7 separate regions of the Mus musculus genome follow, and regions 1, 3, 4, 5, 6 and 7 are each linked to region 2. The links are chromatin contacts, called in public Hi-C and promoter capture Hi-C maps. All regions are on one chromosome and are shown on one strand. Each heading gives the region's core, a stretch centred on a gene start, on an enhancer-like site or on the middle of the called end of the contact. The rest is flanking DNA. Distances are from core to core; before and after follow the strand shown.

Region 1 (4,044 bases), core at 777-3,276, 1.5 Mb after region 2:
TCTTATCAGTTGAAAATGTATAAATTATGCTATAATACTCCCTAATGGATACACTGACTTGTGAGGGCAACTGGCTGAAGGAACTCTGTAACACTGAAGACGTTTTGTGGAGGAAAGAGAAAGGCAGGAAGAAGAGCATAAACTTAATACAATCAGAATGTATTATTTACTCATGAATTATGGCAGCGGAAACAGTATGCAAGTTTTCTTTATTTTCTTATACTTACAACATAGGTTTTTTAATAAAAATATTAATTATAGTAGCTATATAAAAGCTGTAAAAGTGGAGCGCTCAAGGACCATAAAATAAATATTTCATATTAGTACTGACATAATCAAAGTAGTATACATTTCCAGAAATTAAAATATTTTATGCATTCCTTCACACACCTATTTATAAATTCATGGAATTTTTTTTCTTTGTTCTTAAATACCCTTTGCTGAAAGTATTTTATGTGCAAGGACCTACTAAAGGCCTTTAACATTAATGAAAGAAATTAAACACTTTAAAATAAAGACCAGAGTAAGAAAGCAGGTAGGTAAGTATGAGATTGAATAAATTCACTGCAATCTTCTAATGTAAGAAACAGGGAGCTAGGTGTTATACAGACTAATCTTGGTATGATTTATGCTAGGAGCTCTGAAATGCGTTAACATGGATTGGATGAAAGTTGAAACCGTAGTGACATAAAGGGATATTACACAAGCAGATTTCCAGGGAAAATAGTTTATGTGAAGGAAACAGCTCGTGAATAAAGTAGCATGATGGAATAAACTGGGTCCCAGGAGCTCTGAGGCCAGGGTAGCTGAAGCATACAGAGATACAGGCTGGAAAAAACAGAAACAGACCGGTCAACCCTGAGGTCATGCAGGTGACTGCATATGACGTCCTTGGGGCGCTGGGCAGGTGTTTGTTATAAAACTATCAAGATTTTGCCAGTGTTTTTCTAATACAGATTTGTAAGCTCTGCTGATGTTGGTGGTGGTGGTTTTTTTCTTGTAAATATGCTAGATGTTGAAATCCGGCATAAAGTTACCAGATATTGAGCTTTCTTGCTGTCTGAATTGCCTGTAGCAAAAGATTGTCAACCTAACAGCCAACTGGATCATCTTGAGGCCAGCATCTCCCATCTTGAACAATGCGCGTCCCTTGAGACAACTGTGTGGAACCATAGCTGATTGCCCCGGCTCTGGAAAGCACAGCAGAGCCAGGTCTATTGGAAGCAGTTTGTGGCAGATGACTCTCCCACTGTCACAAGCCCTGATGAACGCTGGGTGACCTTGCAATTTGAGCAGGAAAGACACTTCCACCTGTGGAGAGAGACTTCTGCAACTGGTGCTAAGTGGCTTTGAATGCTTCAAACAAGTGGCTGTGGTTGGTCCAAACACCCTCCTGGGCCATCTAAGCAGTAAGTTTGGGCTGACTCAGGCATGAAGTCTGCTGGCAGTTCTTTCTTGCGCTCTGCTGTCCCTCCATCAGTCCTAATGAAGGCTTCTGTCAAGTGATGTTTCTTACCTGCTTTTGAAGTTCAGTTGAGCTGGATGAACAAAGGAAAAAAACCAGCAGAGATAAGAGAGGCAATGGCAAAAGAGGTGACAGCTAAGCAAGACCCTGAAGCTTCAGAGGTGCCCCAGTGGCTCTTGCCCGTCTGCCAATTCCATATGCTGGACTTCTGAACAGTGCCCTTGTGTCTGGCCTGTTTCCCAACTCTGTTCCCGGCTTCCCAGCACAGAGTCTGATCAAACAGCATGTTCTGGTGATGGATCGTGTGCAACGACACCGTCTACACTCCGAGCTCCCATCCTTAGCAAATGACTTGAGTCATCCTGGCTAAGCTTAGGTTTCCCAGTTTCCAAAGATCCGCTGGAGGCTCAGGTTTTCAAGGGTAGCGATTTCCCTGTCTCACAGCCAAACACATTTGTAGCAGGAGTACTTATCTCAAGTCATCCCCGCAGCTGCCAGCGAGTTATGGAAGGGGCTAAGCAGCCAGCAAGCCTGACAACCGGAAGCAGCAGCTAGCTGAGCAGTTCCGGGATAGCCATGGAGACGGAGAGTTGAAGTAAAAAGGTAGCAAAGACCATGGTGAGCTGACAAAAGACTGCAAGGAGCTGGAGAGGATGGCCTGCACGATTGTTCCAGAGAGCACTCAAGACAGCAGGGTCGAGGGTCTTAGATCCCAGGCTGAGAGCTGAAACTTCAGCTATTGACAAGGGATCCTGATACCTGTGCCACTGAGGGACACTAGAGAGAGTTACTTGGGGTTGCTTCTGACAGCCTACGGCCACTGCTCACTGTTGTCAAATGAGAGCTGTTAAAATCCAGCATTTGAAGAACTTCTTTTCTTTTCTTTTCTTTTCTTTTCTTTTCTTTTCTTTTCTTTCTTTTTTTTTTTTTTGTCTAAATTATTTTTACTGGATATTTTCTTTTCCTTTCTTTTTTTGTTGGATATTTTCTTTATTTACATTTTAAATGCTGTCCCCTTCCCCGCTGCCCTCTAAACCCCTTATCCCTCCTCCTTCCCCTGCTTCCTCCCTACCCACCCACCCACCCACCCACTCCCACCTCCCTGACCTCAAATTCTCCTACACTGGGGCCTCAGGGCCTCTCCTCCCATTGATGCCTGATAAGGCCATCCTCCGCTACATATGTGGCTGGAGCCATGGGTCCCTCCACTCATTTTCTACGAAGAATTGCTTTTCAGGCAGGGAAGAACCCTCAGCCAGTAGAGCAGTTATGAGACCAAGAACAGTACCCTGTAGGAAAGTACTGGGAACAGTTCTGGCCTCAGCAAAGGTGTGTAATCACATGTCTGTGTCCTAAGAGGAAAAAGAAAAGATTAAATCAAAAGCTTTGAGGGAAAGAAAACTGAAACGTTTTGTGTGGATTGTAGAGCTGGATGCCTAATGGATATTCCAGTAGAAATATGAAATGTGTGTCAGTATGGGTGATCCCAGAGTAGGAGAGAGAGTCAGTCCTCGCGTTCATTCATTGTAAAGCCTACAAAAATCTATTACATCTTAGGTAACAGTTTTAGCAATGGGAATACAGAAGTAAAGAGAATCTAAGATCATCTCTTAATTAAAAGTTACTTTCATAGATGCCTATAAACATAGCTTGATCATACATCCTCACTGCCCTCTCTTGATTCTGCCTTCCTTGGCTGCTACTGTTGCTTTCTCCTCCTCCTCCTCCTCCTCCTCCTCCTCCTCCTCCTCCTCCTTCTCTTCTTCTTCTTCTTCTTCTTCTTCTTCTTCTTCTTCTTCTTCTTCTTCTTCTTCTTCTTCTTCTTCTTCTTCTTCTTCTTCTCCTTCTCCTCCTTCTCCTTCTCCTTCTCCTCCTTCTCTTCTTCTTCTCCTTCTCCTCCTCCTCCTCCTTCTCCTTCTCCTTCTCCTCCTTCTCCTTCTCCTTCTCCTCCTTCTCTTCTTCTCCTTCTCCTCCTCCTCCTTCTCTCCCTCCCTCTCCCCATCCTTCCTTCCTTCCCTTCTTCTTTCCTTCCTTCTTTCCTTCCTTCCCCCTTCCTCCCTCCTTTCTGCATAGTTATATATCTATTTTCATGTCCTTTCCTTCTTTAGGTCTAGATTCTCTCTAAAGTATGTGAGAGAAAGCAGGAGATACTTTTGTGAGTCTAACTTCTTTTCACAGTGATCTCTGTTTCCATTTATTTTCCTGCAAGTGACCAAGGATCTTTCTTTCACGTGGGTGATAAAATTCCATTATTTTAACATTAATTATGTTTTCTTCTGGGAGAATAAGACAAATAAAAGCATAATCGCAATATAGTGCAGGAAGTATGAAGAGCAGAAAAAGGAAGAAAGCATTTTAGAATATCAGATGACAGTATGCTCATTTCTCTGAAGGGCGTTGATAAAAGAGAACAAAGTGACATTTTCAGAGTTGCTAAAAATTTTGCTGTTAGTAGTATTTTATCTTTAGCATGAATATGGTGCCAAATTACTGGAGTAAAATTATTGAACATGATCCTGTAATGTGTTCGAGATCTGTGGAAGCTAAGCTTCCGACCTTCAGGAAGTCACTGTAGGAAA
Region 2 (4,182 bases), core at 202-2,701:
CTCCCCCCACCCCATGATAGACTGCATTTAAGGCTTGTTGGCCTTTTTTGTCCTTTGTGCACTTTTAAAAGGTCCTATATTCCGTTCTCTTCTAAGTAGACTCAGCTCAAAGACCTTTCTCTAGAAGTTCCTTCGGGATTTGGGTTTAACACTTAGAAGCTTTCAAATCAACCTTTAAAATAAATAAATAAAAAGCAAAAGCGGTTTAAAGATCCTAACTTTCAAGCACGCGGCTATCTGTTAACCACCACTGAGTGTACGCTGTCATACTTATCATAACTTCAGGGGCTAGCAATAAGGAAGCCATTAGATCCCATCTCCAGTTTTATGCTTGGTGCTTCCCTGGACGCGGCTACAGAAGCAGAACTCAGAACGCTAACTTTTTTTCCTCTATCAGTTCATTTTAGGCGTGGCAGCGCTACAAGATTTCCCCCAGCTACCAAGTGACTGAACTATCCAGAGCAGGATGAAAACGGAATCATTTTAAAACCGAATAGAACTGAAGTGAAATAAAATAGGCTCTCCCAGAGATTACTCCAAAGGTCCCTATCCGTCCAAAGCAGGGCGAAGGGTCGGGTAAAATCACACGCCGCTCCTTCCCAGATGTCAAGTCACACCGCAGAACAGCCTTGAGAAACCAGAAGAGCGAGAGATGGCCGGGCTGAAAAGGGCAACTTCGCCCCGTTCCTGGCCTATCTTGTCCCTTCTGGCGTCATTCCACATCTCTCGCTGGCCATCTTTCGGTCGTCAGAAAAACTTTAAAAGCGGAGTCCGCTTTGCAAAAGGAGGTATCTACGTAATGAAGCCAACAGCTTGCGACCTAATGGGAGGTCTAAAAGGCAGGCTGGCGAACCCCGGAGGCCGATCTCCAGCTCCGGGCGTGGGGGTTGCCGGTGACCCGCAGGCCCGGGCGGTGCAGGGGGGTGCGGGATGAAGCCCGGTCGCCAGCCTTTGTCCCCGCGCTTACCTCGTCCTCCTGCTCGCTGCGGAAGCACAGGCAGGCCGCCCTCTTCTTGAAGCCCTCGCGGTCGTACGTCCGCGTCTGGTTGGGCTTGAACTTCATCCTAGAGCCGGGCTCCTGCAGCCGCTGCTCCGGCCGCCACCGTGGGGACCCGGCCGCCGCCACCCCGCCGGGGAGTCGGGCCGAAGGAAGTCGCGATGCTCGGGCGCCGGTGGGACGGGCGGCGGCGGCGGCACGGACACGGACGGCGAGGCCGGGCGGCCGCCGGGACGCGGGGCGGAACGCGGGTCACTGCAGTCCGGGCGCAGCGGTGGAAGCGCCGCCTCTGCTCCGGCGCCCGCCGCTCTCCATGGAGCCCGCCGCCGCTCGCAGCCACTCCTTGCTTGCACCCGCCGCCGCCGCCGCCGCCGGGGGAAGAGCGCGGCTCGTGGCTCGTGCCACGCGGAGACAGTTGGAAGCGACGGTGCAGACCGGGCAGAGACGCCGAGGATGCGCGCCGCCCCCTTCGCCCGCATTTAAGCGGGGCTCCCGCGCGCGCGCGCCGGCGCGCTCCCTCCTTTGGGCGCGCCAGTGCGCCTGCGCGCCAGGACCGTTGCCGGGCGGGGGTAGGGTGGGGAGCTGGGGGCGCGGCTTCGACCAGCCGGGGGGCGGGGCTCGAGGCCTAAGTCTAGGGCTCCGCCAGCTCTGCCCTGCCCGCGGGCGAGTGCTCCAGAGGCCTTTTTTTTTTGGGGGGGGGGGTGCGCTTTGTACAAGGCCAGGGAAGGGAAGCGAGCAGAGACCTCCTCGTTCTCCGTTTTAGAGGTCCGATAGAGTTCCCTTTAGGGACGGACCCCAGTACTGGGTCCTGGAGCCAAGGTCCCCGGAGCCATGGCAGGACTACTGAAGCATCGCGGTTAGCATTGCTTGTGAAGGCTAGGAAGGTTAAATTCATTGAGTTCTCTCTCTCCTCTCCCCTTCCTTCTCCCTCTCCCCACTTCCTCTGTTTCGATGAGAGTGCTTTTATGTGCTCTTGAAGAGTCAGCTGAGGCTTTGAAGTGGACTATAGCCAGTTGTCTGTGTTGTGGCATCCCCACCTCCGCTGACCCTCCAGAGTGCATTCATGAACACTGGTTATGGCTGTTATTCTGTGTGTATCTCATTCTAAGTAAGGCCATAGCAGTAAATCAGTGGGATGTTTGTTGTCTGGAAGCTTACAGTTTTAGGCACTTGGAACAACTCCCAATATTTCAGTGCTATTGAAGAGCCAAGATAGAAAGTAGGAGACCGGTGGGCAGTGGTGGTGCACGCCTTTAATCCCAGCACTTGGGAGCCAGAGGCAGGCAGATTTCTGAGTTCAAGGCCAACCTGGTCTACAGAGTGAGTTCCAGGACAGCCAGGGCTATACAGAGGAAACTCTGTCTCGAAAACCTAAAACCATAAACCAAAAAAAAAAAAAAAAAAAAGAAAGAAAGAAAGAAAGAAAGAAAGAAAGAAAGAAAAGAAAGAAAAAGAAAAAAAGTAGGAGACCTGACATCACTGGAATTCAAGAAAACCCCTAATCCAAATCAGGTGTGGAATCCCAGGTATGTGATCCCAGCACTTGAGAGCCCAAAACAGAAGGATTCGGAATTCAAGGCCATTCCCTGCCATTTAGAACTGGTGAGACTAGACTGGTCTACATGAGACCCTATTTCAAAACCCGAACTCCTAACCTACAGGAGCTTCACTTCCCACAGAACTGTTTAGACAGCCACATCCGTTTTGTTTTTCATTCCTGGAAGGCCTCCGGTGTGCCAGGCTCTGGCATCTTACAAAACCGGTCAGACCCTGCCCCTCCAGTCGAATAAGAACCTAAGAACAGAGAATTAGTGACCAATCACGGGGCGGAATATTAAATTGATTTGGGAGTAGTGGGTCTCGCAGATCTTTGACCAGAGGGGAAAGAAGCAAGCATCGAAGGCAGCTAAGGCAGCAAGGGGAGGAGGGGCTGAGAAGACAAAAGAGTCAAATTCTCAGGAGCCTAGAACTGGAGTTTATGCAAAGGTCAGGGAGGGGGCAGAGCTCTTAGAAATGAAAGAAGCCAATGTGGCTGTAGAAAGGACCGGAAGCTGATACCGCAAGCAGGGTTGTAAGGCTTCACTGAGACGCATGGTGAGCACTCTTTGGTGCCTGCCTTTCCCCGGAGCCTAGCAGATGCAAGTTTGGAGAGTGAGTTCATGTTGAATAGATGGTTTAAGGAATGAAGCTTCACCACAATTAGAAATCAAGTCTGTACAGAGACATTTTTCCAAGCTGTTCTTACTGAAGCCACTTGAAGTTCAGGATTTACAAACACATTTATTAATCTAGGGATTCCAGTAGGACTGATACCAGGTGCTACTTTTAGATGAGTGCTGTTGATAAAGTGGCCTTTTTATTGTGTTTTATTTGGAGCTAGGGTCTCATGTAGCCCAGGCTGGCCCAGAATTCCTGATCCTATCCTTCAAATGCTGGACTGCAGGAATGTTCCCACATGTCTGGCTTTACGGTAATCCTTTTGAATGGATGAAGAAGAGTCAAGTTCTGCCTGCACAAATTCTTCAATGATCTGGCTTCTAGACGTGGGTGCCCAATAAATTATCGGCTGAACCATATAGTGATTTACTTGTCTCATTTTTTTAATATTTATTTTATGTGTATAGATTTTTGCTTACATGTTTGCATACATACCTGCACCATACATGTGCCTAGTGTCCTTGGAGGACAGACAAGGACATCAGATACTCCTGAAACTGGAGTTAAGAATGGTTGTCAGCCACTGTGTGACTGCTAGGATCTGAAACTGGGGTCTCCTGAAAGAGTTGCAGGTGCTCCTAACCACTGAGCCATCTCTCCATCCCCTTTCTCGTTTATTGGTTCCAGAAGATGTAGCGTGGGCTAGAATTAAGGAAAGGGAAAAGGAAAGATGTTTGGAACCAAGTTGTTGAAGGGAAAAAGCCAGGCAGAGATTTGGTGAATGTAAGCAGGGGACACCGTTTTTTCAGCTTCCAGGCACTGAAAAGAAATATATATATTGGCTTCAGCTCCTACAAGTACCAACGAGTACATGTTTGGGTGTCTGCGCCTAAGCGGTTCCCAGCTCTCAAATGGGTAGACTGATTTGTTACATTCTTGCACAAAGCTGGGAGACTGAAAGTGCTTTGAAGTTGTGAAGAATCTGAAGAAACAAGCTATCAACAAAGCACTTTTTGTTTGCTTTTGTT
Region 3 (3,633 bases), core at 27-2,526, 1.5 Mb before region 2:
AGCTATATTAAGTCACTTTGCAACCCTCCATACTCCAGCCCCTAAAGCTGCACGTTCAGTATTGTCACCCCACCCCGATCTTTGGCATACATAAAACCCTTTTCCTGGAGTACATTTTCTCCCATCAATCTTCCTAATTTCATTCAGAGCTGAAGATTTACCTAGGGTATCACTTGCTGTGTGTAGCTTTTTAAAGTGCTATGAGTGGACAATGGGTTCCAAATTATGCTTCCACGGGCAGTTTTTAGATATCTCAATACTTCACATTCTGTACCGTACCTCACCCTCCCATTATACACCACGGGGGATTTCTTCTCTTTCTCTTGTATGAATTCCCTGAAATCTAGTTGGCTGAGGGAAAGTATGGCATACATATTCAATACATACACATACACGTTCCAGGGTGTGGGTATTGACCTGTCTGATGGGGTAAAAATGGCACTAAAGCCATTAACTAGGCTTTATTTTTTAAATTCAAGATGGCAGAGACATCTTAAAATAGTCCAACACAAAAGCATTCACATCCAGACCAGAGCTTCCATTCAGAACTGGCTACACTTAGCGCAACAGCAAGGACAAAAGAATGGAACCTAGGTGCTGAGACGCCAGAGCTCACACCATTGGCCACAGGTCTCACTTAACAGACCTTAAACCCCACATAGAAAGGCACCTGCTGCCTGCCTGCATTCCAGAGGCCACACCTTGATGATGATGATTATGATGATGATGATGACCGGAGGCACTTATGGATTAACAGGCCCGCAAAAATCAAAGATAAAAAGGGAAGGAGGTTAAGTAGTAGACAGAATATCCAGCACGTTTCGGCCCCGCCCCAACGAGGCGCAGTCCAGGGCGGTGCAGCCATAGGGTAAGAACCGATCAAGGCTCCCGCCCAGGGCCGGTCAATTGCGCCGGGTCTGGGAATTCTGGGCGAGCTCGGGGCAGAGGCCAACCACGCCAGGATCCCCTGAGCTATACCTGTCAGGCGGCTGCAGCAAGTAGGCCCCGAAACAGCGGAGGATTGGGGACCCAGGCCCGCAGGCGCCCGTCACCCTATCCCTCCCCTCTGAATCGCTTTGCCTTCTCGCTCTTCCTTTAGTCCTTCGGAAACAAAGACGGTCCACACTCCCCGCCATTTTCTCCTCACCTCAAAAACCACCTCTTCGTCAAACTCCGGTGTCATCCTTCTCCGCCATACCACCCGCCTCAGCACGATGGGAAATGAAGGCAGGAGGGCGGGCAGCACCCAGGCTTCGGCTCCTGCCCACCTCGGGGGCACTGAAAACTACAACTCCCGGCATGCATCGCGACCCACGCCCCTTTCCGACCTGCTTATTGGAGAAGAGGGTGAGCGTGTAGGCTGGAGGGGCGGGAGCGGGCGGGCGTTCCAGAGCTCCTATTGGAGAGAGCTATGGCTTTTGTCTGCCTTTTACATCCCCTGACTACTAGGGGGCGCCTGGAGCGCGGATTTTTCTCTCAAGTTGAGGTGGGGCGCGCGTCCGCGAAGCCGCTGCGATCTCCTCTCGTGCGCGCGCCTGGCGATCGTCCCGGAGCGCGGCGGAGCGGCGCTCGTGCACGTCCCCCTGTCGCTGGCCGCTAGCGCCCGGGTCCGCCGGAGGGTCGCGGGAGCCGGCGTCCGTCCTTTGTGAGGCGCTCAGGCGGTGCGGGACGGAATGTGGGCGCTGCGGGGACTTTTGTCTTCTGCTCAAACTCTGGGGAGTGTGGACTGAACGGGAGCCATGGACTGAGGGCGTGAGCCGCGCGGGGCAGTCATGACTTCTGCCGCGGGTAAGTGGCTGCGCTCGCGCCGGGCTGGGGAGTAGTCGCGGCGGGCGCCGGCGGGCTCCGGCTCCCGCTGCGTTCCCCGCGGGTGGGCGGTGCGGGACTGGCGCCGGTCGCCCGCGCCCGCTGTGGGGTCCCCGGGATGCGTCCCCCACCCCTGAGCCCAGGTGATGGGACGGCGTCGCGGAGCTTGCTCGGGTTCCGTGACTTAGGCGCTGTCGCTGCCTGTGCGCGGTGTGGGAAGCGTGGAGTCCGGTGTGGAGGAGTCAGTTATTCTAAGCTAGGACAGTTTTCCAGCGAGTTGAAGAAACTCCGCCACTAGCCCGCGTTGCTTGAAAACCTAGTATTTATTGACTGAAACTCTTCGCGCTTGTAAGGAGGGTTGGATAGAGCTGTTTGCACCCTGGTGTTTTGAGCCCTATTACCTGAGTGAGTATGGACTATTAGTTGGTAAAATAAAACAAAACCGAGTTGCCCCCTCCCCTGCACCTACCCCTCCCTGTTTTTTGCTCATCTTCACCTTTTCCTTCCTTCCTTCCTTCCTTCCTTCCTTCCTTCCTTCCTTCCTTCCTTCCTTCCTTCCTTCCTTCCTTTCTTCCTCCCCCCCCCACCCCCCTCGTACCTGGACTGTGTAAACAAAGCCCTATTTTCAGTCTGCCTCCTTTCCACTCACCCAAATGACAAAGCCTCTCCTTACCTTTGTGTGAATTTAAGCACTTTGGCTCATTGTGTTGTGACCTTTTTAAGGAACAGTTTCTAATCTTCCAAATTTGTGTCCAAGGGACAGTCTCTTTATAAGAACACAGCACATTTTCAAAGCCAGAATTTAATAAGGTATGGGATATATTAAAGGCATCTTTATCCACATCAGAAGAAACTTTGATGAGAGATTTTGTAGTAAAAGAGCGTAAGTTTCACTTCAGTTAGGTCTAGAATTAGCACTTAAGTATCAGATTAAATTTTCTTTGCTTTTTTTGGCGTTTGTTTAACATTCCTGCAACTTGAAAACTGTCAGGAGAGCACACACACTAAATGTTCTGATTTGTACTTCTAAAGCCTTGAAGGAGTCACACTGCTAGGCAAAATCCGGATTACTTCAAACAGGCAAGAAATTAGTAACAATAAGAAAGTGAGACCTTTATTCTCTTTGAAGTGATGTGCATTCATCACGTGATCATCATGCACTGAGTTATTTACAAACGTTTCTCTCAGTTTTGGGATGTGTTCCATTTAAACAACGGATCGTTTTCAGCCCAAGTTTCTGTACCCTCGCCATCGTTCAGCTTTTTAAAATGACTGAATTAATATAATTAATTTAAAATAAAAACTTAAAACTTAATAATTAAAATTTCTAGAATTCAGTCAGGAAGTTTACGATTGTTTTCTTCAAATTAATCCAGAACAAGGCTAGCTATTTTTATACTTATCAACTTTACAATTAAGGAAATCCACAGCATTTTTGTGGTATTTAAAAGAGAGACACTTCCTGTGTCTAGCTGAGTGAGTTGATTTTTTTTTTTTTTTAAGAATGGCTTGCTGAGAATCATTACTTTTTTGCTCACCGATTTGATGAGATTTATTGTAAGTTTTTGTTACATCTAGGGGGATACGGAAGAGGACTGAGGTTTCTCTTTCCTGCCCATTATATGAAGTTATACATACATTTCCTTGCTAGTCGTGTGTGTGTGTGTGGGGGGGGGTTTCATAATAATGAAATTTATTAAAGCTTTGGGGAAAATTACTAATGAAGCAGAGCGTTAGTTTTAGCCTGATCTAGTGTAGTTGGGAAGGGTGGCCTAATTTATTATTAGGGGGCTGTTGTACCACCTTTAAGTGACAGGTGTCCCGAGG
Region 4 (3,995 bases), core at 194-2,693, 1.8 Mb after region 2:
CTCTATATGACAAAGCTCTCCATGGTATGAAATAATAGTAAATTAAAATGTTCAAGGAAAAAAATAGAACTTTCATACACCAGATATGTTTGGTTCTTTTGTTTTGTATGTTTGTTTGTTTGTTTGTTTACAGACAGGGTTTCTCTGTGTAGCCCTGGCTGTCCTGGAACTCACTCTGTAGACCAGGCTGGCCTTGAACCCAGAAATCTGCCTGCCTCTGCCTCCCGAGTGCTGGGATTAAAGGTGTGTGCCACCACCACCCAGCTTGATATGTTAGGTTCTTAATGAATGTACAAAGCTTACATCTATAGCTGACATCCATGATTTGATTTTAGTTTGATGTAAATTTATGTCAGATTTGTAAAAAAAAAAAAAATGTATCTTAAGAGAAAATGTCTATACAACTTAGTTCTATTACAACCAAGATTTTGTTTCACAGTTGTTTTTCCCATGCTTTGTGGTCATTTATCTACTTTTAGCAACATTTTAAAAGGCAAAAATCTTTTGTTTCTTGTTAATTTTACCAGACTTTGAACATTACCCTTCCTCATGGGAAACAAAGAAAGAAACAAAAACATTAGTTTGCTACTTTTGCAAATCTTTGTGACTCCTTATTTCAGTCCTTTGAATAGGAGACCAAGATCCTTCTCCCAGGAATTTTCCCTCTTCAAGTCACTAGGCCAGTCTTCATTGCCAATTGAACTGGCATAGAAACAGTTCTGGAAGTGTCTCTGAGGGTGATTCCAGAAGGCTTAATCTACTCTGAATAAGGGCAGCACCTTCAGTGGGATGAGGTCCTAAACTAAATTAAAAATAAATAAATAAATAAAAAGGAATAAGAAGAGGAGGAAGAGGAAAAAGAGGGGGAGGAAAAAGAGGAGAAGAGAAGGAAGAAGGAGGATAGCAAGCTGAGTTGGTTTAAGGATTTTTACCTTTATATGACAAAGCTCTCTATGTTATGAAATAAATTAAATAAAAATGTAGGTGACAAAAAATCATAGATCTTCCATACACCAGATATGTTAGGTTCTTAAGGAGATATAAACCTTACATCTGTAAATGACATGCATAATTTGTTTGTGGCTTTAAGCAAATTTAATTTGTGCTCATTCATAAGGAAGATATATATATGTATATATATATATATATATATATATATATATATATATATATATATTCCTATTGACTATTATGAATAAACAATAATCCTCACTGATGTCTGATATCTAATAACAGATATCCAAACAGCAGGACTTTCCAACAGCAGACTTTTATTCAGGCCTAGCCAATTTATGCTGAACTTTAGTTGGTCTTCTGTTTATATATATGCCTCTGCATGACTGAGCATGAAGATGAGAGCCTCAGCTCTCCAGGGTAAACGTGTAGGCAGGGCCATTCTACTTTTGGCCAATCCCCTAAGACCTGAAGTGCCTTCCATTACTGTTGATTGAGCTCACTGTGACCCATTCGGGTTAAGGTTATTAGTCATCCCTGACTGCACCCAGCTTTCCCACAATGAGCTCTCCAATTTTCTTACTAATGTGAAACTTATTTACACAGATCCTTGTTCCACAGATGCCTCAGCTGAAGACCAGGCTGAAGTTAGCCCGAGAGCAGCCCTGGTTAGGACACAGGCCTCTGTGCCCAGTACTAAGAATTATTGAATATGGTACTGTAGGATGTTGGCTTCTAGCAGCTAACAGAGGCACAGCTGTTGAATGTGACATGAGAGTAATTTACGGCACAACACTTCCTGTTTGCTAATGCAAATATTTCCCCCCCTTTCCCCCCCATACACACAGTACTGAGTTTATTAGGGCAGCCACTGAACGCTGTCTGTTTACTCAGGTGAGCACTGAGCTCTGCTGATTTATTGGGATGGGCACTGAGAACTGGTTAGTTTATTCCAGTCAGCAATGGGACCAGTTGGTTTATTCAGGTGAACATGGGGCACCACCGGTTGGTTTATTTTGGCGAGCACTAAGCACTGTTTGGTTTTATGAGGTGGCCACTGACCTAGTATGATGATGTCTTCATAATATGAGGAGATTTAGGTATACAACTGCACACAGTAAAGGCCCTGTGAAAATATAGGATAATGTGGCCTCTTAAGGATGTCTAGAATCACAGAACTTATAGAATGAATCTCTGCCTCCCCCTACACACACACACACACACACACACACGGAATAACTTATAGGCTGCATTCCAACTAATCCATCAATGGCGAGCTGGATCAAAAGCCTGGGTCTTCCCACCTCAAAAGTCCAGACTAAAAGTTTATTCACCTATTTCAAACCCAGAAGAAACTCTCTGGCCGGCATGCCCTCCATTTCTGGATTATAGTTCATTCCAGATACAGTTAAGTTGACAACCAAGAGTAGCCACGATCTATAAGCCAAGGAATGAGGGCACAGAAGGACCCAGCCCTGCCAGCATCGTGATCTTCAAGTCCTGGTTTCTAGAACGGTGAGGAGACCAATCTCTGTGGTTTAAACTCTCTGACATGTGGTACTTTGCCATGGCAGTGCTGGTAATCCCCAGAAATTTGCTTCTGGAAAAGAGTGAATAAGTTCTGCTTGAAACTCAGAGGAGAGATGTCTTCATCAGAATATCAAATTCAGTGGGTGTGTATTACTTTTCTCGGCTTGCTAGTTTTCCTCCTCCTCCCCTCTTAGACTTATTTAAAAAAATAAATAAATAAAGATGAAGTGTAAGCCCCATCTCAGGTATGGTGCTACTGACATTAAGAGTGGATCTTTCCTCTTCAGTTAAATGCTTCTGGAATTTCCCTTGAAAATACCCCATGGACTTTCTAAATCTGATCCAGTTGATAATGAAGACCTGACATTCCGGGTGGAAGAGGAGGTGATGTCAGAAGATACAGATGAACTAGCAAAGACACTTTAAAAGAAGTAGAGCCGAATCACTGGGGATTTACAAAGAAATCAAGAGAATGGAGCCATAACCATAGATAGAGTGGCCCTAAGAAAGGTGTTCTGTAAAGGATTCTGTTCTGGACAGGTCAATTTCCCAGCCATGTGCCAGTCTCCGAGCTTTGTCTCCTTACTAACGCACAGTCACACCTTGTAAAATTACTATAGGGATTAAAAATAGAGGCTTTGTCTTGAAGGAAAGACAGCGGGAGGGAGAGACATGTTCACACTGAGAGATGGAGACAAAGACGAGACGGATGAAATTATAATTAACTAATAGATTAAAAATGTGAATCACTGACGGATTATTTTTTGTACTTCTAAATAGTTGTTCTTTATTTTACTTACGGGAATTTTTAACAGATTCAGGATCTAAGAAAGTAGGGTTTTTTGGTGTATATTTATCGTCCTCTAGTGGTGGGAGTTTGAATTACTCTTACATGCTTGGAAAAACACTATGTTCATGATGCAAATTTCAATCATTCTCAAAATCTGTTCACTCCTTTGTTTATTCTACGACTGTTTGGTGAATGTAACTGACTTATGGACTACTTCCATTTCGTATCTAGGACTGACATAAAAGTATCTCTGTTGGGCTTTGCTGAGCCTGGAATGGTCTTGGTGGCACAGAGTGACATGGTTCCTGTCCCTGGAAGAGGGCCACAGTGGGAACCTTCCCGAGAGTTGATTGCATTGGGCACAAGGCTTGTTTGTGTAATAATGTACACAATTTCTGGACCCAAATAGCAACGGAGGACTTTTTCCTTCCAAGGAATATCATCTTTGCTAACATTGATGACTGTGATAATTACAAACAGCAGCAGGAGTTCAGGAGTCCAGGGTGTGGCTATGTCTCAGCAAAATGGTAAAGACCGAGACCTTCAGTACAGCCCTTAAGGCAATGGGAAAGAGATCTAAATACATGAGTTGGAAAATAGATAATTTCTCAACAATGCAGAAAGTAAGGGTGCGATATGAATTATGGGAGGGGCTTCAGGAATCCAAAGGAACAGAAGCAGCTGCTCTGTGAGCCTACTTGCTAGAAAATTACTAGGGAAG
Region 5 (4,149 bases), core at 1,396-3,895, 2.0 Mb before region 2:
GCAGCTTTTCCAGAAGACCTGGGTTCAATTCCCAGCATCCGCATGGTGCCCACGGCATCCATAACTGCAGTTCTAGAGTGCTGACGGATGCCCTTGTCTGACTTTGATGGGCAGCAGGCATATACATAGTACACTGACAAGACATCCATAAAATAAAATTAAAAACTAGAAATCAAAATGAATGAACAGGTTGAGAATGTAGCTTAGTGGCAGACTGCTGGTCAGCATGTACAGAGGTCTGGGCTTGATCCCTACAAGAAACTGGACAGATGGGGCTGGAGAGATGGCTCAGCAGTTAAGAGTGACTGTTCTTCCAGAGACCCTGTGTTCAATTCCCAGCAACCACACGGTAGCTCACAACTATTTGTAATGGAATCCAATTCCCTCTTCTGGTGTGTCTTAAGAAAGTGACAGTGTACTCACATAAAATAATGTTTTAAAAAAACCAAACAAACATAATAGACTGTAAAAATGCGTTATAGCTATATAACGGGATATTATTCAGTCCTGAAAAGCAGTAACTTCTATCAATGAATCCTGAAGCTATAATCAAACCAGACAAAAGGACAAAAAGCCTACCCCAGGGCATTTATGGGGCTTTGTTCCAGGGCCTCTAGGACCAAGGGTGTTGGAGCTCCTTGTTTCAAATAGCTGAGCATCTGCATAGAACCTAATGTCCTTCTAATTTCTAGACTGATCATAGCCTAGTACAGTGGAGAAAGCAAAAGGACTGTGTACCTCGAACATAAGATATAATTTCTCTTAAGAATTTTTGATCTGAAGTTAGCTGAATTTATAATACATTCCACTTACATGAGAGACAGTCCCACTCTTAATCATAGGGCTGGATTACAGGTGGATTACAGGTGGTAACAGAACTATTTAATGGGTACAGAGTTCCATTTGAGTACTAATGCCACTGCATCATAGTGCTAATCGCCTATACAGACACGTCTTAGAAAAAGACAGGCTGAATCATTGTTTTCTGTAATAAACTAGTTTTCCCTTCTGCTTTAGAGACCAAATGTCAAAGCTCTGTGTTCTGGTGTAAGTACTCCTAAGAACATCATGGTTCAACCTCCTCCCTGGTTCATACTTTAATCTCGACTCCACTTTCTATTGTCAATCTGTGCGCATTCCCACCAGTCTCAGTAAACCTTTGAGGAGTAAGGTGACACAGTAGAAACCTGGTTTCCTGCTCCTCACCCATGCTCCTCCTCCTCAGCATACCTGCATGTTCATGTAGCCATCCACGGAGACCAGGTAGCCCTTGTACTCCATGCCCCACTTAAGTTTCACCATCACTGGCTTCCCTGTCAGCCCATTGAGAAAGGGCTTGGGGTTGAGGGGTAGACTCTGTATAAAAACCAAAGGCAGCACTCAATAATTTTTGCTTACCTCAGCTTCCACCACCCACTCTCTACTGAGACACCAGTCAAGACTTTATGACACAGGGTAAACTCCGATCCACCATCACTTTATAATTTGCTGGAGGGTGTCTGAGAGAAATTTAAGTACCCATTTAGCCAACTTCATAGTCCACTGACAGAAACGAAAATATGAATTATGCAATTAAATGTCGAATGACAGATGGGAGTGGGGCAAGTGTGTAACACAATGACAGGGCACTGCCCTAGGATACTTAGGTCACTAGTTCCATTTTGAGCACTGCCGAATGGACAAAAGCCCCAAATACCTACATTATCCAAGCTCTAAAGGAATCAAAATAAAGGTACAGGGTGGTCTCTGCAGACATTAAAAAAAAAAAAAAAGCTCAATATCGTCAGTGAGAGGGCCTCTTAATGCTAAATCAAGAAGTATTATTCCCTTTAAATTCATAACCACCCCCATACTCCATTCCACTCACACACCATCCCAAAGAATCTTGGAGAGCACAGGGTCTAAATGAGTAGCCAATTTACGCTGCCTATAATTTATCATCCACAAACCACTTATCAAGTCATGTACTATTGTGACTTAAAAGAATGCTCCAATGGTCTCTAACTGCACTTGACAGAGCCTCATATTTCCTAGGAGGCGTTAAGGTCCCAGGCTGTATTTTAAAACCATCATTCTTGCAAGCAGCGGTCAATTCTTGTCAATTCCAACTGGTCAAACCTACTTTCTACTTGGAACTCGCGCAAGAAATACTCTTCCACCTGCTCTGTGACCTGGATGTCTGGTTATTTGACACCTTCTGGAGAAGAGCGCTCCTCCACTGCGTTATAACTAGGCAGTGCACCTCTCAGAGCATCCTATCAGCTCCCTGCTTAACAATCACCGCTACTTGTAATTGCTTATTTTGTTGTTATTATTTGACGGCTGCCTACCTCCCACTCCTAAGAAAACGCAGAGTCTACCTTACCACCCCATCTTCCTGGCGCCTAAGATCAGTATTAAATGAGTGGAAGGGTAGCCGGGGTTTTCTGCGCCAGAGGACAATCTGCTAAAATTGTCAACAGCAAGGAATAAATGGCGCACTGCGGAGCGTGCTAGGTAGAAATGGAAAACTCGCTTCGGTTTACCCCTACCCTGTGAGCCCAAACTAGGCTACACCTCAGGCTCCGGGACAAACAACACGCGGAAAGGTGGCTGGGGATCTCGGGGAGGGGAAGGGCTTCCGCGCGCGCGCCGCCAAGGCCTCCGACGTCGGGAGCAGGAGCGAGCGGCCAGCCGCGCGGCGCCTCGTGGGGATGAATGGGAGGCGCAGGGGGCGGCGGGCCCCGCGAGGCCGCCCGTCCTCCAGCCCCCGCGGCGCTCATCGTCCTTACCATCGCGACCACCGGCGAGCGCTGCACCCCGCTAGCCGCCGACTCCGCCGCTGCCCGCCCCTCGTGACCGGAGCGGCTGCCGCTACAACCAAGCGACCCGCGCTAAGAGAAATGGCCGACAAAAGCGGCCTGACCTTTCACCTCACGCCGCGTTGTCTCGGCTTCTGTGATTGGCCACCAAAGACGTGTTTACTGATTGGAGGGGATGGCGGTACTGTTTCCTAGCAACCAGGTAAGCGTGTGTTTGTGTCCACTGCTCAAGTTCGAAGTGGGAACGATTGAGCGACCCCAATGTCTTTGCTTCGGGACAAGGGGAAGCTAAGTGCCCTGGCGAACGGACTTGGTTTCTTTAGCTAAAGAAGGTTTAGTCTGTCCTTCAGCTGAAAGAACGAGATCGGGTTCTGGAGGTCATCCTCCCATAGATCCAGCACTTGGGGAACACCTCTGGCACGGCCCCCCTTTTATGGGACTGTTCTTTATTACAGAATGTCCGTCCACTTGCGGGTTTTTAAAGGAAGCTGGGGTAGCAAGACTACGTGAGTGCTAGTGAAAAGCACTCAAGTGGGGCTTTACAACAGTTGAAACCAGGTCAAGTTAAGTCTCGGATAATGTGGTGGCCTCTTGTCGTTCTGATGTCTAAGCATTCCCAGAACCAGAGGCCAAAGGAGGTCCGTTTACGTGTGTTTGTGAATAGGATGTGGGGAATTATTGACGCTACCACAGGTTAATCGCTCTGATGGAAAGTTATCGATCAGAACCCCGTTTAATTTCCCCATAATCTCAACATTTCAGTATCGCTTCACCTGTGATATGAAACCCGTGTAAAAAGAGTACTTTTTTCTTTTTCGGGAGATCTAACCCTATATGAACCTGAACGGTTTTTTGTTTGTTTGTTTGTTTTGTTTTTTTGGCATGGATTCCCCAAATAACTCGAGATTCGAGATTGGCCCAGGCCTAAGCCTAAAGACTGTCGTTTATATTATTAAAGTATGCCAACACATTCTGGGGGTGTTGGCTCAATGGAGAAGAGCGCTTTTCGCACGTGAAAAGACCTGGGTTCGAATCCCATCCCCACATGGTGGTGACTCACAACCATCCAAAGTTTCATGTGCCGGGGACCCATCTCTCTCTTTTGACTTCTGTGGGTGCCAGGCCCTCCCGCGGTGCACATGCGCACATGCAGACAAAACATGATAAAGAAAATTTTAAAAATGATGCTGCTAATCTCAGATACATTTTGATCAGACCGAAATCTTAGCTCGGATTTTTTTCCCATGGTAATGGAAGAATAATTACTGTTCCTGACACTCAAATATGCTCTACTTATTCAGTCAGCATTGACAAATTTATAAATCTTAAACTCACAATCCTGGGGATA
Region 6 (3,906 bases), core at 371-2,870, 1.9 Mb after region 2:
ATAAATTTGTTCTATACATTGTCTGCTTTCAAGCTCCATCTAAGACTAACCACTGAGTTACGTTTTCTATGTATTCCACAGGTGCAGAGACTGAAGCTTGGGGAGGTTAGGGGAGTTGCTTTAATTCCTAAACCTGTCATCAAAGGGAAGAACCCAGATATGAACTTTAAACCTAACAGCCCCACCAGTAAAAATTCAAACTAATTTATATGCATCTTTTGTTTCCTCTTGCCAACTTTATTCTACTTTTCTTTCCTATTTCTTTGCTTTCATCTCCTGTCTTATTCTACATTAGGCAATGACTGCTGCCACAATTTGTCCTGACTCACTAGAGTGAAGTTCAGTGTTGCTAAGAAACAAATCATCGATTAAGAAAGACAATGACTATAGTAACTGTGTTAGAGGGACTATGTGTGTTTTCTGGGAGTGAGGCAATGAGCAAGGAGTTATCGCATGTCAGAAGAAACTTATAAATACAAGCAACATTCAGAGGAGAAAGTCAATTAGTGCCAGAAGAAAGGGCATGTTCCTTACACCAATGTCAGCGAACACTTGGACTCAACAGAATCACTCAGCATGCTTCGACTCTGCAAGAATGGAGTGTGTGGAGGGAGAGGTTAAAAGACAGGCAGTTAGACTTGGGAAAGAAGTCAAAATAAGTCTAGCTACATCCTCCCCCTCCCTCAGATTCCCTCTCAAGAATTTAATTCCTTCCAGCTCCATAAAAATAAAAAAATATTTCCTGTCAAAGCATGCACTTAGGTGGGTAAAGGAAGGATAGGGGGAATCTCCTCCTTTTTCATAGATGGTGGCTTCAAGTCCCCACCTGATCAGAGCCTGGAGGCCTGAGCAGAAAAATGCGAGTCAGAACCTGGGAAGGCAAACAGAGCAACCCACAGCATCCAGAGATGGAATTATAAAATCTCCAAAAACTTTCTTCACTGCCTGAATAAACATGTTACTCAATTTGCACTTTCTTCTCCTCCCCCTGCCTATTTACTGAAATTTAAAAAGAGCCACAGAAAGTCCTAATTACATAAGGGACCCATCTATAAAAATTATTATTTTTTTCTTTACTTACAAACTAAATCTTATTGTAATCAGTGTCTAGTTTCTATGTGTTTTATTCAACAACAGCAGCAAAGAATAGACAGTAAGGAAGTTTTTGAAGCCGTAGGTAATGAAAATAATAAACAACATATTTTCCAGATTAAATTCTGGCTTTGTCCCAGAACACCATAGAAATGCATTCAAAATGCACAGAGAACTCCAGAGCACTTGAACTTCAGAGCCCAGGAGTAATTCTATGGAAGTCTAATTAGTCTTCTCTGCAGACCACATTTAAAAAAGCTTTAGGATTAATGCCATTCCATTTTCCAGACCCACACATCTCCAAAGCAAGGGGGAAAAAAGTCATTTCAGAAGGATAATAAATACTACTTACAAACAAGACTGGAAAGGGTGGAGACTGGAATGGGGTTGGGGGTGGGGAGACAAATTCTTCAGTTACAATCTTTTAGAAAAAAAAAAAAAAGACAAATTTCAAATCAAGTTGCTCCACTAGACTACAAAAGCAGTTTGGAATGCTGGGCGGATGCAAAGGGATAAAGCAAATGTGGAGGGGGAGGGAGAAGGGGGCCGATAAAGTTTCTGGCTACAATACAAGAGACGTATCATTACCATATGATCTAATGTGGGTGTCAGCTGGATGCGCTCACGCAGTGAAACCTTAGTTCTTAACTGTGCTATGGAGTAGAAGCAGGAGGTTTTCAACCCAGTGACAGTCACAGGGCAGCACCACCCCCTCCTCCTTCTTTCCACACCTGCAAACCCTTTTGCCTGGGCTGCATAGTTAGTGTTAATTACATCGCAGCTTTGAGGGCTCCTGTGGCAAATACCCGGATTAAAAGGTATGGCTTTCAATAATTGTCCTGAACTCTGCTACAGGCTAATAAAGCTTCTGTCAAGTGGAGGGCAGAAGAAAATATCTGGTGAGAAAAAGGAACGAGAAGGAAGCTGTGCTAAACTTTTAGTAATCTTTAGACAACGTTAGAAATGAATTGCTTGAAAACAGAAGTTAAGTACTCGGTAAAACAAACAAACAAAAAGGCAAAACTGTTTGAATGCATTGGTTTTGTGCTCTTGCTTCTGTTCTTGCAAATATGCTTATTAAAAACTTGTAACCTAACACCATGACTTGTCTATATTGGTAGTTTTGTGTTTGTACTGATGAAATGCTTTGCTCTTTATAAACTGTCAGCAGAAAAGCATTCGTAACTAGCATATTGCTTGTGCCTAAATTAGGTATTTAAGGGTTTCTTCTCGTGCTGTGTTCTTGCATACTTCACAATCTTTAAAACATCAGCAAGACAAGTCTCTGGCTGTAGAAATATAATGCCTACTTCTGCAACACCAGAAATGAATAGGAATTATTACCAGAAAGGTGAAAAGGAACACAGGAAATATTTATGATGTTAAAGATCTGAGATAATACAGCTGCAGAGCTCTTTGGTTATAAATGTTTCTGTCAATATTTTCGATGCAAATTAACCTTTCTTATGAGGTGCATTCACTATGAGGTGAGGGTGGGGGTTGATTCTCATTTTAACTTAAAGCAGAGTAAGCAGAGGACCACTGGTTACGTGTGCCCCAGTGTGTGACTCCAGTGATCTCTGTGCCTGTGGCTTTTTCTTCCTGCAGCTGCTTATTTTAGCAGACCTCTCCAAAAGAAACATAGGTTTTATTGTAGTTCTTGTTTGTGGACAAATGTATTTTTATTGCTTGTATTTTAATTATTCCTATTGTTACTGAAGTTTTAAATTCACCTTAAAATGAGGGATTTACAGATTCACTTCATACATACGTGTTAAGTTTTAACTCTGAAACACCTAACAACAGTATAAGTATGTTTATACAAAAGTTAACCTGGATGAAATAGCTAAGTAAATAAAGAAAGATTGTTTTGGGGCCAGACAGATTACTTTTGGTGAGACATTTCGGAACTTAAACAACTCTTTTTAGTGGAAAAATGGCTTTACAAATATTTGAGAGGAACAGTTTCTACAAGATATAGTGTTGCTTCAGTCACAACCTGTTCGTTTGTAAATTGTTTTTTGTTGTTCTAGTTGCCATTTATAACAAAAGGAAAAAAAAACAAACAAACAAAAAAACAAAACAAACAAACAAAAAAAAAAACACTGAAGAAATGTTGAGGACCAGTGACTCTTAAGATTTCTCTTAAGTTAATTGCTCTAAACACGCTGGATCTTTGAGTAGTATAAAAAATATTTTAAAAGAAATTTCATGGGAGAACTGGAAGAAAATTTATAAGCATTTTTTTAGGATAACAGAGTTCAAAAACATGCATATATGCATGCACACTTGCACATATACACACATACACACATGAGAGAGAAAGAGAGAGAGAGAGGGTATTAATGAAGTGGTATGCAGTCTGGCTGTATCAGGCTTTAGTCTAAAGGAAGATTGAGCAGAGAATTTGTCCTATTTTAACAAGGTAAACACATATAAAGAAAGATGGTGTTCCTCAGAGCCTGGGCTCAACATTTCCTTTTTAGGGTTGATAGGGAAGTCACCAGGCATGTCTGCTTTGGAGCGTAGATGACAAAGAGACATCTCCAGAAATGCTCCTTATTCTTATTAAATCTGAGATTACGTTGTTTCATTTCTTTTCTTCTCCTAAAATTACAAGGCATTAAATATGCAAGTCCAGCAAACTTGTGGTAAACCATAAACATTCTATTTTAATGTGAAGCAGTCTTCTCCTTTACTGCAATCCAAATAAACATCCCTAAACAATAACCTCCCTTTAAGAGCAGCTGAGTGGGATTGGGTTACTAGAGGACACTTGCCCTTGAACTTGGGGAGGTTGGATGAATCACAATC
Region 7 (4,124 bases), core at 694-3,193, 1.4 Mb after region 2:
ATAAATACATACTTGACAGTTCTAGAGGCTGGAAGTCTAAGATTACAGGGCCAGCATGATTGTGGTTGGCCTCCAGTGCAGGCCCTCCTCTGTGTCAGATGGGTGGCTTCTTTCTGTGTTCACACATGGGTACGAGCTCAAAGGGTAGGCAAGCTCTCCCACGATCCTCTTAGGGCACCGACTTCTATTCACCCTCCATTCATGATCACAATGAATAGGAATTATCTCCCCAGGATTTCATCTCAGAATAACCCCAGGTGGGATTTCAACATCTTGGAAAGTCCATAAACCCAAGGGAATAAAAATAAAAAGGCAGGATGACATCAAACTTATAGGAAGACAAATTGAGGAGTGTCTTAGGGTTTCTATTCCTGTGAAGAGACTCCATGACCAAAGCGACTATTATAAAGGACAACATTTAATTGGGGCTGGCTTACAGGTTCAGAGGTTCAGTGCTTTATCATGAAGGCTAGAAGCATGGCAGCATCCAGGCAAGCTTGGTGCTGGAGGAGCCGAGAGTTCTACATCTTGATCCATCTGCATCCAGAAGACGACTGTCTTCCAGGCAGTTAGGAGGACAGTCTCAAAGCCCACCCTGTACAGAGACACTCTTCTTCTAACAAGGCCACACCTCCTTATAGTGCCATCCCCAGGGACAACTATATTCAAACCACGATGGGAAGGAACCCAGATCTTTGCAAAATGTTACCAGTGACATCACCAAATAATTGGCACGGAACTGGCCTCATAAATACTCGTGAAAAAAATGGATGCATAATTAATTAAAGTAAGTGTGACAGAAGGTGCATGGAATCTGTGCATGCTCATGATCTATGAAAACGAGAACTTGAACAAATAATTTTGTATGGAGAGTTTGTAGTCTACTGCCAACGATTGATGCTCATTGACACAGTATAGAGTGATATGGTAGACAACTCTTAAGTCTATACTAACTGAAAAGGATAGACAGAAATATTCCTTCTCATGGGTGACAGTTGACATTTCAGTAATATAATGTATGAATCTCTCCGCCCAAAGGAGTGGGGTCTGCTAATGTGTCCACCAACTTCCATCCTGTTAAGCTTGGACCTTGTCCATGATGGTCACTTTGTCTCTGGTGACTTTATGCCACACCTCCATGATGATTTTTCTCCTGTTTTCATCCTGTTAGAATGCAGTTACTGCATTCTACATTCTGCCATTTTGATGGCATCCATAGCTGCCTAAATTGGGGGGGGGGTGTCTGTCATTTACTTCACATAACTTTATACATCTTGATTCAAACAGTTTAAAATTTAAGACTTGAAGCCTGAAACCCTATTTCCATAAAGTAGTTGTGTTCTTCATGAATATAATTCAGACAGTGTGGTCTCCTTTGATCACTGACAAAACTCAGCACATTCAACTGAGGCTCCAAAAGTGTTATCTTCCATATATATCCTTGTATACAGATGTATTGGGATGGAGTGATTCCCGCAGATACAGGTTAGACTAGGAATATGTTTATATGCTTTGCTCAAACATCTGTGTTGACAGAAAAGCAGTTTTCCTATCTTTGGGTCTTTCATACAAATTGATTGATTTTCTGAAAATGACCTATTTCATGCAGAAGATATTGCTCAGTTGCTTCCTCGGCACATAGGTTGGATGCCCAGGATCTCATAAACCAGATGTGTCTCAGGACACTGCCTGATGTCTCCAGACTCAGAAGTGGGTAAGTGGGCAGGGAATGCTGAGATTCGAGATCATCTTCTGCTTAAAAACAAGCTTGAGTTTGATGCCAGGATGGGAAATGTAAGGCCCTATCTCAAAGAAAGAAAAACAAAATCTCCATAATATTTTAAAATCTCATCACAAAAAAAACATTCAAACTTCAGGGCAGAAGTGATTGCTTACCAATGTTCAGCCTTGCCAGTCTCTCAGAGCTAGGCAGTAAATATTTGTTGAATGAATGACTGTCCTCCCATTAAGCAATGAGGCTGCTTTAGCAATCAGACCCCTTAAATGGCATTATTTACTTGCTGAAAATGTGTTTTCCATATTGGCTAAGTTGTTTAATTTACATAGGCCTGTTGCCATACTGCTCTGTCACAGATCAACTGCAGAGCACACCCATCTCTTTTCTGACCTCCTTCTCACATCTAGACATGTTGAAAAGCAAACCCAGCTGTATCCATTTTGATTTAACAGCTCAGCCCTGCCCCGCCCCACCCTGCCCCTCTACCTTTAAATTGCAATTCTTTGATTTTCAATGCAGAGTTGACATGCCCCAGCCTGGTCTGTGATTCCACAAACGCTTTAGCTTTAGGTTATAAAGCAGACTCAAGTGGAGTCTTGTCTGCTTGTTTACTGGACTGTTTTAGAGACTGTTCAAATCCAAATGGCCGGGGGTGGGGGTGGGGGGAGATGGAAATTTAATGTGTTTCAGGCTTCGGTGCCTGAAGGTAAGGCAGACATTGGGTTTACCACTGCAGGTGAGCAGAAAAGACCTTTGAGCCTGAGCTATCCAGGTTTACCCCAGCAAATATATATCATACTCAAATGACAGGTTTTCTGTCAAATACTGAATGAGACACACCCACTCAGGAAAGTTGAGCAATTCTTTGCTTGTTCAATACTTTAATCCTCAGCTCAGTTAAACAGAAGCTCCAGCACACAGGACAGAAAGTACAGCAAACATCGGGCATGCCAAACACGACGGGACCTTTGCTGGCATTAACTCTGCCCTTTACTTCACCACTCCCCACTGGAAGAACAAGTTTGAAATTTTTTTTCTCTTGCCCTGGAAGCTGTTATTCTTATGACAAAAGACTGAGATCAATCACTATGCCAGCTCCACATCAGTCATTTGAAAGCATGACACAAGGGCAGGAATTACATTGAAATTTTAACATGTAAAGTGGTGGTAATGTGAAGGAATTGGTACTTGTTGACTATCCAAGAAAGGTTGATGCACCGTAATTCATTCGTAATTATTTATGAACACAAATCAGAGAGTTTTGAGTTGGGCTCTCTGTTAGCCATGGAAAGGAAAGAAAATGAAATCTCTTAAGAAGTCTGCAAAGAGCTGGGGAGATGGCTCAGTGGGTAAGTTGCCTACAGTACAAACATAGAGACCTAAGAAGAATCCATATGAAGAAGCCCAGAGCGGTGGAGACAGGCAGATGCCTGTGCCTCATAAGCTAGTCTACCTAACCTAGTCAGTCAGTCCCCGGTCAGTGAGAGACTGTCTCATAAAGTAGACAGCTTCTGAGGTGTAATATCTGAGGCTTTCCTCTATCTTTCCCATTCGAATACATGTAAAATCGAAAAAGAAAAATGCCAAACATGCACAATTCAACAGGTTCACATAGGTCAATATAATACCCATGATAGATACAGGTAGCATCATGGGATGAGCATGTAATAAATTTTGTGTCATTGTGTTGTCATTGGGTCTCAGTAATGTTTCCTTATGTCCTGGTCCTGGTTAGTTGTTTTTTTGTTTGTTTGTTTGTTTTCTGTCAACTACACACAACCTGGATTCCCCAGAGAAGGGGAATTTTCAATCGAAACTTTGCCGTGATCAGACTGGCCTGTGAGCATGTCTGTGGTGGACATTTTCCCAGCTGTTGACTTATAAGGAAGGGCCCAGCCTGTTATGAGAAGCACCAGCTCTCAGCAACTGGTCCCTGGATGCATTCAACAGCTACTTGGGCCTAAGCCAGAGAGTGAAGCAATAGACATTTATATGTTGTTTCTACTTTAGTTCTTGTTTGAGTTCCTGCCTTTACTTTCCTCAGTGATAAAGGACTACTTAAAAACTGTAAGTTGAAATAGAGTCTCTCCTATCATGTTGGCTTTGGCTAGAGTGGCTCATTATAAAGACAGAATGAGAGGAGAATTTGCTACTAATCAATCAAATGTCAAGCTCCTTGTGTCCCCTATTACAGGACTGTCTGGATATTTTGTATTGTACCATAAGGGTGATCCTGCCAGTAGGAAGCAGGAAAGGACATTAGACAAGAGTGGCATGTACCAAGCACCTGTGGCATAAAAAAATTAGCCAGTTCAATAATAGAAGTGCTGAGATTTTTCTTGGTAAACCAGAGCATGTTTGCCCAGAGAAGCATCCACAGTAGTTG

What was found. Promoter capture Hi-C pulls out the DNA fragments that hold promoters and counts their contacts. A called contact is a pair of places that touch in the nucleus more often than the background predicts.
Region 1: a promoter capture Hi-C map of hippocampal neurons shows a contact between it and region 2, with 4 times the contacts expected there. The contact joins the promoter of 4930556N09Rik here to the promoter of Nudt4 in region 2. A contact is called at or near these places in 4 of 39 promoter capture datasets (hippocampal neurons, liver, pre-B cells and 1 more).
Region 3: a contact with region 2 is called in a promoter capture Hi-C map of pre-B cells, with 2.6 times the contacts expected there. The contact joins the promoter of Vezt here to the promoter of Nudt4 in region 2. A contact is called at or near these places in 3 of 39 promoter capture datasets (liver, pre-B cells and stem cell-derived epiblast-like cells) and 1 of 115 datasets of contacts at active chromatin or transcription factors (embryonic stem cells).
Region 4: a Hi-C map of uterus shows a contact between it and region 2, with 6 times the contacts expected there. The contact joins the enhancer-like site here to the promoter of Nudt4 in region 2. A contact is called at or near these places in 8 of 39 promoter capture datasets (3T3-L1-derived adipocytes, the C10 cell line, cranial neural crest and 4 more), 2 of 15 datasets of contacts at CTCF or cohesin (large pre-B cells and pro-B cells), 28 of 484 Hi-C or Micro-C datasets (B cells, the C10 cell line, CD4 T cells and 18 more), 6 of 115 datasets of contacts at active chromatin or transcription factors (T-cell acute lymphoblastic leukemia, embryonic forebrain, embryonic limb bud and 3 more) and 1 of 9 other capture datasets (liver).
Region 5: a Hi-C map of B cells shows a contact between it and region 2, with 7 read pairs. The contact joins the promoter of 4933408J17Rik here to the promoter of Nudt4 in region 2. A contact is called at or near these places in 1 of 39 promoter capture datasets (pre-B cells) and 1 of 484 Hi-C or Micro-C datasets (B cells).
Region 6: a promoter capture Hi-C map of second pharyngeal arch cranial neural crest shows a contact between it and region 2, with 3 times the contacts expected there. The contact joins the promoter of Dcn here to the promoter of Nudt4 in region 2. A contact is called at or near these places in 4 of 39 promoter capture datasets (the 3T3-L1 cell line, frontonasal cranial neural crest, hippocampal neurons and 1 more).
Region 7: a contact with region 2 is called in a promoter capture Hi-C map of liver, with 2.6 times the contacts expected there. The contact joins the enhancer-like site here to the promoter of Nudt4 in region 2. A contact is called at or near these places in 4 of 39 promoter capture datasets (the SN4741 cell line, hippocampal neurons, liver and 1 more) and 1 of 484 Hi-C or Micro-C datasets (pre-B cells).

What each region holds. Positions count from the first base shown.
Region 1 is chr10:97,033,742-97,037,785 of GRCm38.p6, forward strand. 4930556N09Rik (RIKEN cDNA 4930556N09 gene) reads left to right here and starts at 2,027. Exons shown (of 5, transcript NR_045358.1): 1 at 2,027-2,083.
Region 2 is chr10:95,562,695-95,566,876 of GRCm38.p6, forward strand. Nudt4 (nudix (nucleoside diphosphate linked moiety X)-type motif 4) reads right to left here and starts at 1,452. Exons shown (of 5, transcript NM_027722.5): 1 at 968-1,452. The coding sequence starts at 1,063.
Region 3 is chr10:94,034,523-94,038,155 of GRCm38.p6, forward strand. It overlaps Vezt (vezatin, adherens junctions transmembrane protein), which reads right to left and starts at 1,277. Exons shown (of 12, transcript NM_172538.5): 1 at 1,148-1,277. The coding sequence starts at 1,183. It overlaps Fgd6 (FYVE, RhoGEF and PH domain containing 6), which reads left to right and starts at 1,479. Exons shown (of 21, transcript NM_053072.3): 1 at 1,479-1,788. The coding sequence starts at 1,773.
Region 4 is chr10:97,336,723-97,340,717 of GRCm38.p6, forward strand. No RefSeq gene overlaps it. Among named protein-coding and RNA genes, the nearest start is that of Mir3966, 85 kb to the right of the region's middle. Within about 2 kb of position 1,444, at least 61 of the 459 cell types and tissues checked have an H3K27ac peak or open chromatin away from gene starts, as enhancers often do. A contact at or near this core is called in B cells, centrocytes, regulatory T cells and 1 more, where this site is marked.
Region 5 is chr10:93,586,768-93,590,916 of GRCm38.p6, forward strand. It overlaps 4933408J17Rik (RIKEN cDNA 4933408J17 gene), which reads left to right and starts at 2,646. Exons shown (of 4, transcript NR_045810.1): 1 at 2,646-3,003. It overlaps Snrpf (small nuclear ribonucleoprotein polypeptide F), which reads right to left and starts at 2,891. Exons shown (of 4, transcript NM_027246.1): 1 at 2,772-2,891; 2 at 1,231-1,356. The coding sequence starts at 2,774.
Region 6 is chr10:97,477,880-97,481,785 of GRCm38.p6, forward strand. It overlaps Dcn (decorin), which reads left to right and starts at 1,621. Exons shown (of 8, transcript NM_001190451.2): 1 at 1,621-1,910.
Region 7 is chr10:96,922,323-96,926,446 of GRCm38.p6, forward strand. No RefSeq gene overlaps it. Among named protein-coding and RNA genes, the nearest start is that of Gm46240, 23 kb to the left of the region's middle. Within about 2 kb of position 1,944, at least 26 of the 459 cell types and tissues checked have an H3K27ac peak or open chromatin away from gene starts, as enhancers often do. A contact at or near this core is called in liver, where this site is marked.